2 separate regions of the Sus scrofa genome follow, and region 1 is linked to region 2. The links are chromatin contacts, called in public HiChIP or PLAC-seq maps. All regions are on one chromosome and are shown on one strand. Each heading gives the region's core, a stretch centred on a gene start, on an enhancer-like site or on the middle of the called end of the contact. The rest is flanking DNA. Distances are from core to core; before and after follow the strand shown. Region 1 overlaps SOCS5 (suppressor of cytokine signaling 5). Region 2 overlaps LOC110260019 (a long non-coding RNA gene).

Region 1 (4,063 bases), core at 1,225-3,724, 150 kb after region 2:
TTGCCCTGAGCTGTGGTGTAGGTTGCAGAGGTGGCTCGGATCTGGCATTGCTGTGGCTGTGGTATAGGCTACCAGCTACAGCTCCGATTGGACCCCTAGCCTGGGAACCTCCATATGCTGCGGGAGCGGCCCTAGAAAAGGCAAAAAATAAAAAATAAAAACAGTTCTCCCTTTCAGTTCTTGTGGGTCATGCCACAAATATCAGCTTCTTCCTACGTACAACATCTGCCAAACTGCAAGTTCTACTAATCATTTAAATGTCTATATTGTTTCCTAGCAAACATTATGGGGATTTCAGTGTTCCTTAGCAGTTGAAGCTATAGCTCATCTACAACCTAAACTAAGCACAGCTAATTTGTATAGTACTGGGCAAGGTCCAGGAACATAGTCCTCATTCATTTTTTTTTTTTGCTTCAATATTCCTTTTTAGTCTGTAACACTGCCACAGTTTAAATTTTACTATATAGATACTGCACACTGGGGAGGCATAAAATCCTAGTAAGTTATGCTTCATTTTCTATGGAGAAAGTATCTTATGGAATATACCAACAGATACACTATTCATTGAAATGTTTCTTATCTGGCCAGCATTATTGGCCAAGAACATGTGCTTTTGCTTCAGAGAGCCCTAAAAGCAAATTCAAGCACTCACTAGCTGTGTGAAACCTAAGTCTCAGCCTTTCCATCTAAAAATAGGAACAACTACCCCTCTCTTACAAGGGTTTTTTAAGAGGATAATATGACATAAAGGTAAGTACAGCTGAGTATAGAAAAGGGGCTCAAAAATGATAGTTTCTGTAATACAACCAATCCATAAAGCAGGAGAAGTACATGCCGGTGATAGCAGCATCATAAGGGTGTGCGCTTGATTAGTGCACTGCCTCTGCAGACAACATTTCCTAGAGCATAGGGCATCCAATTCACCTCCCCCCACCCCACGCACACAAATCTCCCTCAATCCCAAAAGGTAAGCTAGAAACAAATGAAAACCAACAAAGCAAAACTACTCTCAGAGGAGGAACTTCATGGATCAAGCTACTACACTGGTTAGCCTTAATCCAGAAAAGAACCTCTGATTTGGGACTGCTTAACAATGAGCCCGTTGTGATCCTGCTAATAACTTACAAAGAATATTCAGTTACCAATGGTAAGTGAGAAGTTGTAATCTGGACCATTTAGTAACCCTAGCAGTTTAGTATCATAAGAAATAGGATGACCCTAAGGACTAAAATAAAATGATTTTTATAGCAACAATTTCCTTCTGTTTTTTATATCTAAAACTACTTAGAATACAGTTATCATTCTTTTTACAGACTAAAGGATATTACTCTCTTCTATGCCAAATTATAGGCCTGAAGAAAATCCAGGGTCTTCAAATAATTTGACAGCCTGTAATGAACTCAAGAAAGAAAGGAAAAGAAGCAAAGAGAAAAGGAAGGGAAAAGAAAAGACCATAATCAGGACCACTTCCTTTGCTTTTTATCTACTCTCTCTACCAGCCTAAGTAAAAAGAAAATTTAAGCATCTAGAAATTAGTCTACTCTATTTGGGAGGAGTATTGGGAGAAGTAAATACAAATGGGATACCCTTTAACCATTTAAGTAAACTAATTTCAAGAGAAGCACTTTGACCAAAATTACAGATTAGAAACTCCAAGAAATATACCCCAGTTCTGTGCTATGTTTTACCATGTAACATATAATTTTATTTTTTTAATTAATTTATGTTTATGGCTGCATATGGAAGTTCCCTTGGCATGTGCATATTCTGGGCCAGGGATTAAATCCGAGCCGCAGCTGTGATCTAGGCCACAGCTGTGGCAACGACGGATCCTTTAACCCACCGCACCAGGCCAAGGATCCCGAGCCCCTGCAGTTGGATGCCTAACCCACTGCTCCATAGCAGGAACTCCTGATTTTATTTTTTAAAGTAAAACATCAAAAAACCTTTGGCTTGTTAAACAACTGAAACAAAACCTTATCTATCAAAAGTTAGAAACAAGTTATCTGAAAAGATGATAAAAATATATATTCACTTTAGCATCTATTTGTACTACATGCAGAAATGCACAACAGTTTGGAAACTGCAAATGAGAAAAGGCCAGTGCAGGCAGGGTAAGATTTAGAGAAAAGAGAAGTGCCATGAGCAAGTACACTGACCAGAGCAAGAGACCAAAAAAACCTTAGAAAGCATAATAGCCTGGGGTCACAAACTACATGGATACATATGTAAGACATAAAAAGGGAACAGAGATTTTTAAAAAGACCATCGTGTAGAACTTTAAGCAAATAAGAGGTGGCTGGATTTTTAGAAAAATATAAAATTTCAAAACTGACTCAAGAAAAAAGCAATAGCCATAACTCTAAAGAAATTTTGAATTAGTAATTAAAAATCTATACACAAGGAAAGCACCAAGGCAAGTGTTCTAGGAGAAGTCAATTTGTCTAACAACTATGATCACTGGATGCCAGAGCAAGAGGTTAGGGCCCAAAGGGAAGTGAAAGCCAGCACAATAAGGAAGAAAAAGAAATAAATGCATAACTGGAAAGGATGAAATAAAACTGTCTATTTTCAGATGACATGATTGTTCACAAAGAAAATCTTAAGGAATCTTTCTTTAAAAAAAAAAAAAAAAAATGACCTTAAAGGGCAAGGAAATCAGGCTGAGAGGTTATGTATGTATGTCTTTCTAGGGCCGCACTTGTGGCATATGGAAGTTCTCAGGCCAGGGGTCAAATTGGCTGCTGACCTACACCACAGCCACAGCAATGCGGGATCCAAGCCACAACTGCAACCTACACCACAGCTCATGCAACACCGCATCCTTACTTAACACAGTGAACAAAGCCAGGGATCAAATTGGCATCTTTATGGATACCAGTTCTTAATCCACTGAGCCACAACGGGAACTCCCGAGAGGACATTTCTTTAAAATAATGCCTTTAGCCAAAGTCCCGACCTCTGCGAAGTTCCCTAAGGAGTGGTGAACTGGAAGAACATTGCCTAGAGTCCACCCTAGAGCCCTATCAGGTCTGCGCCCCCTCTCTCTGTCTCCAATGCAGAGTCTTCTCCCAGGCTGAGTCTTCATCATTTGCATGTATTACTTGTAACAGCTGCGTAAATAAAGTGCACCTTCCTCCATTCTCACTCCTCTCTAGAACATCTTCCATAATATTGATCCCAGGATTTCAAGCAGCTAAAAAAAAGTCAAGGGACTCTAAGTCTGGCTACTTCTACATTTTAGGAACTCAGCATGAAAGGAGCAACAAAACAACAACTATCAGTATGACAGGAATATAAAGGTAACACAGCTGAAATAATAGCACTAGGAGAAATAAGATAAACCAAATAAAGTCTCTCTAAAAAGGAGAATTTCTGAGTGGTCACTCTTCAATCCTTCTGGGGAAAAAAAACAAAGAAACTCTTAGAAAAAAACTGATATTTCAAATAGTTAAAAATGTAAATAAACAACCGAAAGAGATTTGTGAGGAGTCTTTCATGGGAGATGTTAAAGAGGATAAGCAACCCTCTGTCTCCAGGCAGCTCAGGTAGTCCTTGCTCTATAAGCAACTGAATTAACAAACCTCAACGACCTGGGATTTTTTTTTTTTTAAATATTAGAATTTAAAATATAAACATAGCATTCTACAAACAGACTCAAGTTAAGGTCTAGGAGCAGCACATCAGTTACAACTGATTCCTAATCCTACTACTGTCCAATTAAACTAAAGTACTATCCCCTAACGTCCAACATGCTGAGTTAATCTAAATAGTCTTGTATTCTATAGCTAGTCCTATTTCCGTTAGGTGCTAATTTAATGTTCATTTTAAATACTACAAGTGTCATCTGCAAAAAAATACCTAATAGAAGCAATACTATTCTATCAAACTTTCCCCTTCCTGTCTCCCCCTTAAAAAACCTCTCTTCACAGTTTAAGAGATATTTATTTCCCATAAACACAGCTTTAAAAAGAGGGTTACTTTACAGATAAAGAAAAGTACATTTAAATAGTCTGAAAGCTGAATTGACCAGTTTAAAGTACAGTTAATTCTTAATAGTCTT
Region 2 (4,475 bases), core at 695-3,194:
GTGGCTTTTTAGGGGCTGGGGCTGAATCTAGCACAGATAAGTCTGGCCAACACAGAGTTTTAACTTTTCTTCCCTTCTCTTCTCAAAATGTGTGTGCTCTTAGGAGGGGACACTGCTACGCTTCCTAATTCTCACCGTTTCCTGATTTTTACACCCACTCCACACACCCACAGAATAGAAGCCTGGTAAGGACTCTCTCTGCTTTAAAGATCCCATGATTAAGATATTCACGATTCATCCACCTCTTGAAATACTAAAATCATTTTGCTGAAAAATATTTGTTGATATGAGAAAAATATTCACCACCTAATGCATGTGTAACAGTGATAATGCTGATACTAGAAGGTCATGTACTGAAATGTGAACTGTGGAAAACTCAGCTTTGAGATGAAAGGTGAGTTGTATTTTTCATCTTTCTGCATCAGATGTTATCATACTTACTAGTTTCTATCTGAGGCCTGAATGAACTATAAGCTCTCTGAGTGTAGGGTCTGTGCTAATGTATTTCTTGGTATGTCCACAATGGCAAGAACCATTTCAAGGATGCAGGAGCCATTGGCTAAATAGTTGTTTAATGAATTAATGACTGCTTTTCTGGGTTGTATAAATTGCTCATTGAACATCTAATAATTTTATCAGTACTAAAGAGTAGGGAGAGCAGTAAAAACATACAAAAAATAAGATGTGCTCTAATGAAAATTTATATCCTTAAATGCCTTCATTAAAACAAATATCAACAACCCACAGAAGCTTGAATACTGGATGAATAAACAGATGTTGAGCAGGGCTTCTGCTGCAGTGTCAGCTTTGGTAGGAGACATTGTCAGGTCCAGGGACCCCCAGCCCTGGGGAGCTTCTCAAGAGCATGCAGAGTCTCCCCCGGAATGTCAGCACGGGACCCTGAGACCCCCAAGCCACCTAAGGGCTGATCTGCTGGCCAAGGGAAGGGGAGGCTTTGAACCTGGGAGCGTTTATGGCTTTGACAGTCGAGTGAACTGACTTTTTGTTATAGAAAATGGGACTCTTTATTTATACCCAAGAGTAACTGGAACGCTATGGAACCCGCTTTCGATTTCATTAGAAGAACACAGGTTGCTGGAGACTCTTTTGAGCCTCTGTGTGCGCCTCCTGAGGCAGCGCATTAAGTGAATTCTACCTGTCAGTGATAAGAGCTGTACTGTCCTTGAAGGAGCCTTGTTGTTGCCCGCCCGTGTTTGTTTCTTCCAGCCTGCTGCCCCTTGCAGTCCTGGTGCTCAGTCCGTGCCCAAAGTCGTCTGCAAACGTCTGTCCGTGGAATAAAAGGGGATCCTCAGGCAGCTGGGTGTGCTCAGTCAGGCTGCTTGGTGAAGGTCGGAGGAGTAAGAAAGCGGGACGGAGATGACGCATGCGCCTGTGAGGACGCCGCGGCAGGGGGCGGGGGAGCACGCAGTGGTTGTGTGCATGGGTGGGAGCCTTTAGACAGCCTAAGCTTCTGGGCTCAGATCAGGTGCAGCTGCTCCCCCAGGTGCTTGCACCCAGGCCTCTTCACAGGGTCTCTGTTGCCCGTGGGGTGTGGGGAGTCCGCATTATGGCTTCATGTAAATGAGCCTGGGCAGAAACTGTGTCCTGTTTCTGGTCTCCCCCCTCCCACCAGCTTGCACTTGCTAAAAGCTTGCTGTTGATTCATCGACTGGCAGGGCAGGGTAGGGGTAAGCTCTCAACTTGGCTGTACATCAGAATCACCTGGGCGGCTTTTAAAGCTCCCAGTGCCCAGGCCCACCCTGGACCAGTTACATCAGAATCTCTGGGGGTGGGACCCCGTCAAGAAGACTTTTTAAAGACCCTCTTCTTATGCCCATGCCCTGCAGTTGAGACCAACAGAGGGAGCCAGGTTGAGAGCTGGGAATATACTTGCATTCCGGCTGCCTATCCTGGCCTCATCCTAGCCCTGGCTGACCCCCATACACTCTCTAGAACACATACTTGGGCTTAATGGCAGGGGTGAGGCTGAGGTGATCCCCGCCATCTGTGGGGCTGCCTCTGGCTGTGGAAGATGTGACAAGGTCACCAGCAGCGTGGGCTGGATTTCTCACAAGTGCGATTTATGAGGCAAAAATTTCTCTCTTCATAAAAATGTCCCCGGTTCCTGTTGCGAAGGGTAATTGAGGCTTTTAGCTTCTGTGTCACGGTCATCACCCATTTCTTTATATGCCTGGTGGTATCGCCCACGGGGAATTAAGTCATATTCTTGGTCAGTGAGTAACATAGAGGTAGCGTGAACTGGACATCCAGGCCAGGTGACTCAGCCAGGACCAGAGTCCCTGGGGAGCATCTCTTCCTGTCCCTGTCCCTGGGTTCACTCAGACCACGCCGGGGGCGGGAGGGAGCAGAAACATCTGGAACGGCTCCTGCTTTCTTGTCTGTAAAAGGGGGGTAACGTGAGGGTTAAAGGAGGCCATGAATGTGAAAAATCTGGTGTGTAGTGGGTGATGGCTCATTTAAGCCACCTGACTGCTGCTTGCATTTCCACCGTTCCTCCCTTTCCCCACAGGGCCCCAAACACACAAACACAATTTTACCTGCAGCAGGAGCTGAGAAAGATTGGTGCACTGAATTCCAAACACCGGGGGTTCGGGCCAGAGGTAATACTCTTGGGGGATTTTAGGCCCCTTCCCCTTCCCTGCCATGAAGTCCTGCCCTCCCTCCCTTCAGTGCGCAGTCCAGCTGCAGGGCTCGCCCCTTCCCTGAGAGGGAGCCCCCTAGTGGCAGGCTGAAGGTCCCCTGCACATCTCTGGCGGCCTTCTCACCTCACCTGCAACCCTAAGTGGTACATAGACCCAGGAACAAAAATCTCTATCATTCTTCCTCTTGACAGATAAGGGAACAGACTCAGAGAAGCTTACCTTTTTGTCCAGGTCACAGAACTAGTTCCTCTATTCCAGTCATTTTTCCCAGTCTCGCTGCCCAGCTTTGACTCTGGGGATGAGAGCGCCCCCTGGAGGGTTCTCCTGGGAGTGGAGTCTTGAGGCTCGCTCCCCAGGGCCAGGGTGTTGAACTGAGAAGTCAAAGGACTGCAGATGGGGAAGTAGGCTGTCTGGGCAGAGAAAGGATGGGCCATGAGGGTTGGTGCAGGCCAGGTCCACTGCTCCAGTGCAGCCGAGGCACTGACTCATCAGGAAAAAGTGGCCGATTGTTGACTAGCCAGCGAGTTTGTCCTGAAAGAGCGTGTCCGTGGTGCTAGAGAGACTCCAGGTCTGAAACGGTTAGAATGGTGATGGCAGGAGACCGAGGCAGGCATGTCACGGGGAGTGTGTTCAAGGCAGTGAGGGTTCCTAGTCCTGGTTTTCCCAGTCAGCAGCTGGTGGGCTTGGGACCAGCTAAGCTCTCCGTGCCTCTGTGAACCAATCTCTAAAGTGTGGATTCCAGTCGCTATCTCAGTGGGCTGTTAGGAGGATTGATTAACATGTAAGAGAGCTCTTGTCAAATTCCTGGCCCAGAGCAAACCCAGTGTAAGTGTTTGCTGTCATCCTAACATCCATGAAGGTGCTGGCACATGGCAGGTACTTCACACCCAGTGAATCTGAATTTATTCATCCTTTTCAAGGAGCAGGAGGCAGCAGGGCCCTGTGTCTCTAGATGTCCCCCCCGCCCATGACCCAGCTCTGCCTGGTCAAGGTGGGCAGCCCAAGCTAGGGTTCAGGTTCAACTTAATTGGGACTTGAAGACATTCTGTGTGTGCTTTTTGTTTGTTTGGTGCTATTTGGCGAATCTCAAATAAGTGAAATGTTTTTGTTTCAATTTGCATTTCTCAGTTCTGACCCCATCACTATGGGTCATTATTTCATTTTCCTCCTAATCTCAACCCAGAGATTGACTAGTGTGTGGCTTGAGCTTTAGAATTTATAGAGCAGCCTCATGTGAGAGTTCACGCAGGCCTCCCAACCAGGAGGTGGGGTTTGTGCATCATCCCCGCTTCAGAGATATGGAAAGTGCAGCTAAAGACTTGAAGTGACATGTCTGAGATGCAAGTAGGCTTCAGTATGGATCTTCCAGTGTCCAAGCCTATAATGTTCTTGCCCCCAGATACTTTCCACTTGATTTTTAACATAGCTCTACAGAGTTATACATTTTAAATTCCCTTTCTGGAGTTCCCGTTGTGGCGCAGTGGTTAACGAATCCGACTAGGAACCATGAGGTTGTGGGTTCGATCCCTGCCCTTGCTCAGTGGGTTAACGATCTGGCGTTGCCGTGAGCTGTAGTGTAGGTTGCAGACGCGGCTCGGATCCCGCGTTGCTGTGGCTCTGGCGTAGGCTGGTGGCTACAGCTCCTATTCGACCCCTAGCCTGGGAACCTCCATATGCCGCGGCAACGTCCCAAGAAATGGCAAAAAAGCCAAAACAAAACAAACAACAAACAACAAAAAAGTAAATTCCCTTTCTTTGTTTCTTTCTTTCTTTCTTTCGCCACATCCTCGTAATGTGGAAGTTCCCAGGCTA

Evidence for each region. HiChIP or PLAC-seq counts read pairs in DNA pulled down with a chosen protein or histone mark.
Region 1: a contact with region 2 is called in an H3K27ac HiChIP or PLAC-seq map of alveolar macrophages. The contact joins two enhancer-like sites. A contact is called at or near these places in 1 of 47 Hi-C or Micro-C datasets (embryonic fibroblasts) and 2 of 2 datasets of contacts at active chromatin or transcription factors (alveolar macrophages and skeletal muscle).

Annotation. Positions count from the first base shown.
Region 1 is chr3:93,800,562-93,804,624 of Sscrofa11.1, forward strand. All of the region lies in intron 1 of SOCS5 (suppressor of cytokine signaling 5), which reads right to left. Among named protein-coding and RNA genes, the nearest start is that of SOCS5, 51 kb to the right of the region's middle. Within about 2 kb of position 2,475, at least 4 of the 83 cell types and tissues checked have an H3K27ac peak or open chromatin away from gene starts, as enhancers often do. A contact at or near this core is called in alveolar macrophages, where this site is marked.
Region 2 is chr3:93,653,362-93,657,836 of Sscrofa11.1, forward strand. It overlaps LOC110260019 (a long non-coding RNA gene), which reads right to left. Exons shown (of 3, transcript XR_002342725.1): 2 at 2,883-3,073; 3 at 1-2,399. Among named protein-coding and RNA genes, the nearest start is that of MCFD2, 35 kb to the left of the region's middle. Within about 2 kb of position 1,945, at least 9 of the 83 cell types and tissues checked have an H3K27ac peak or open chromatin away from gene starts, as enhancers often do. A contact at or near this core is called in alveolar macrophages, where this site is marked.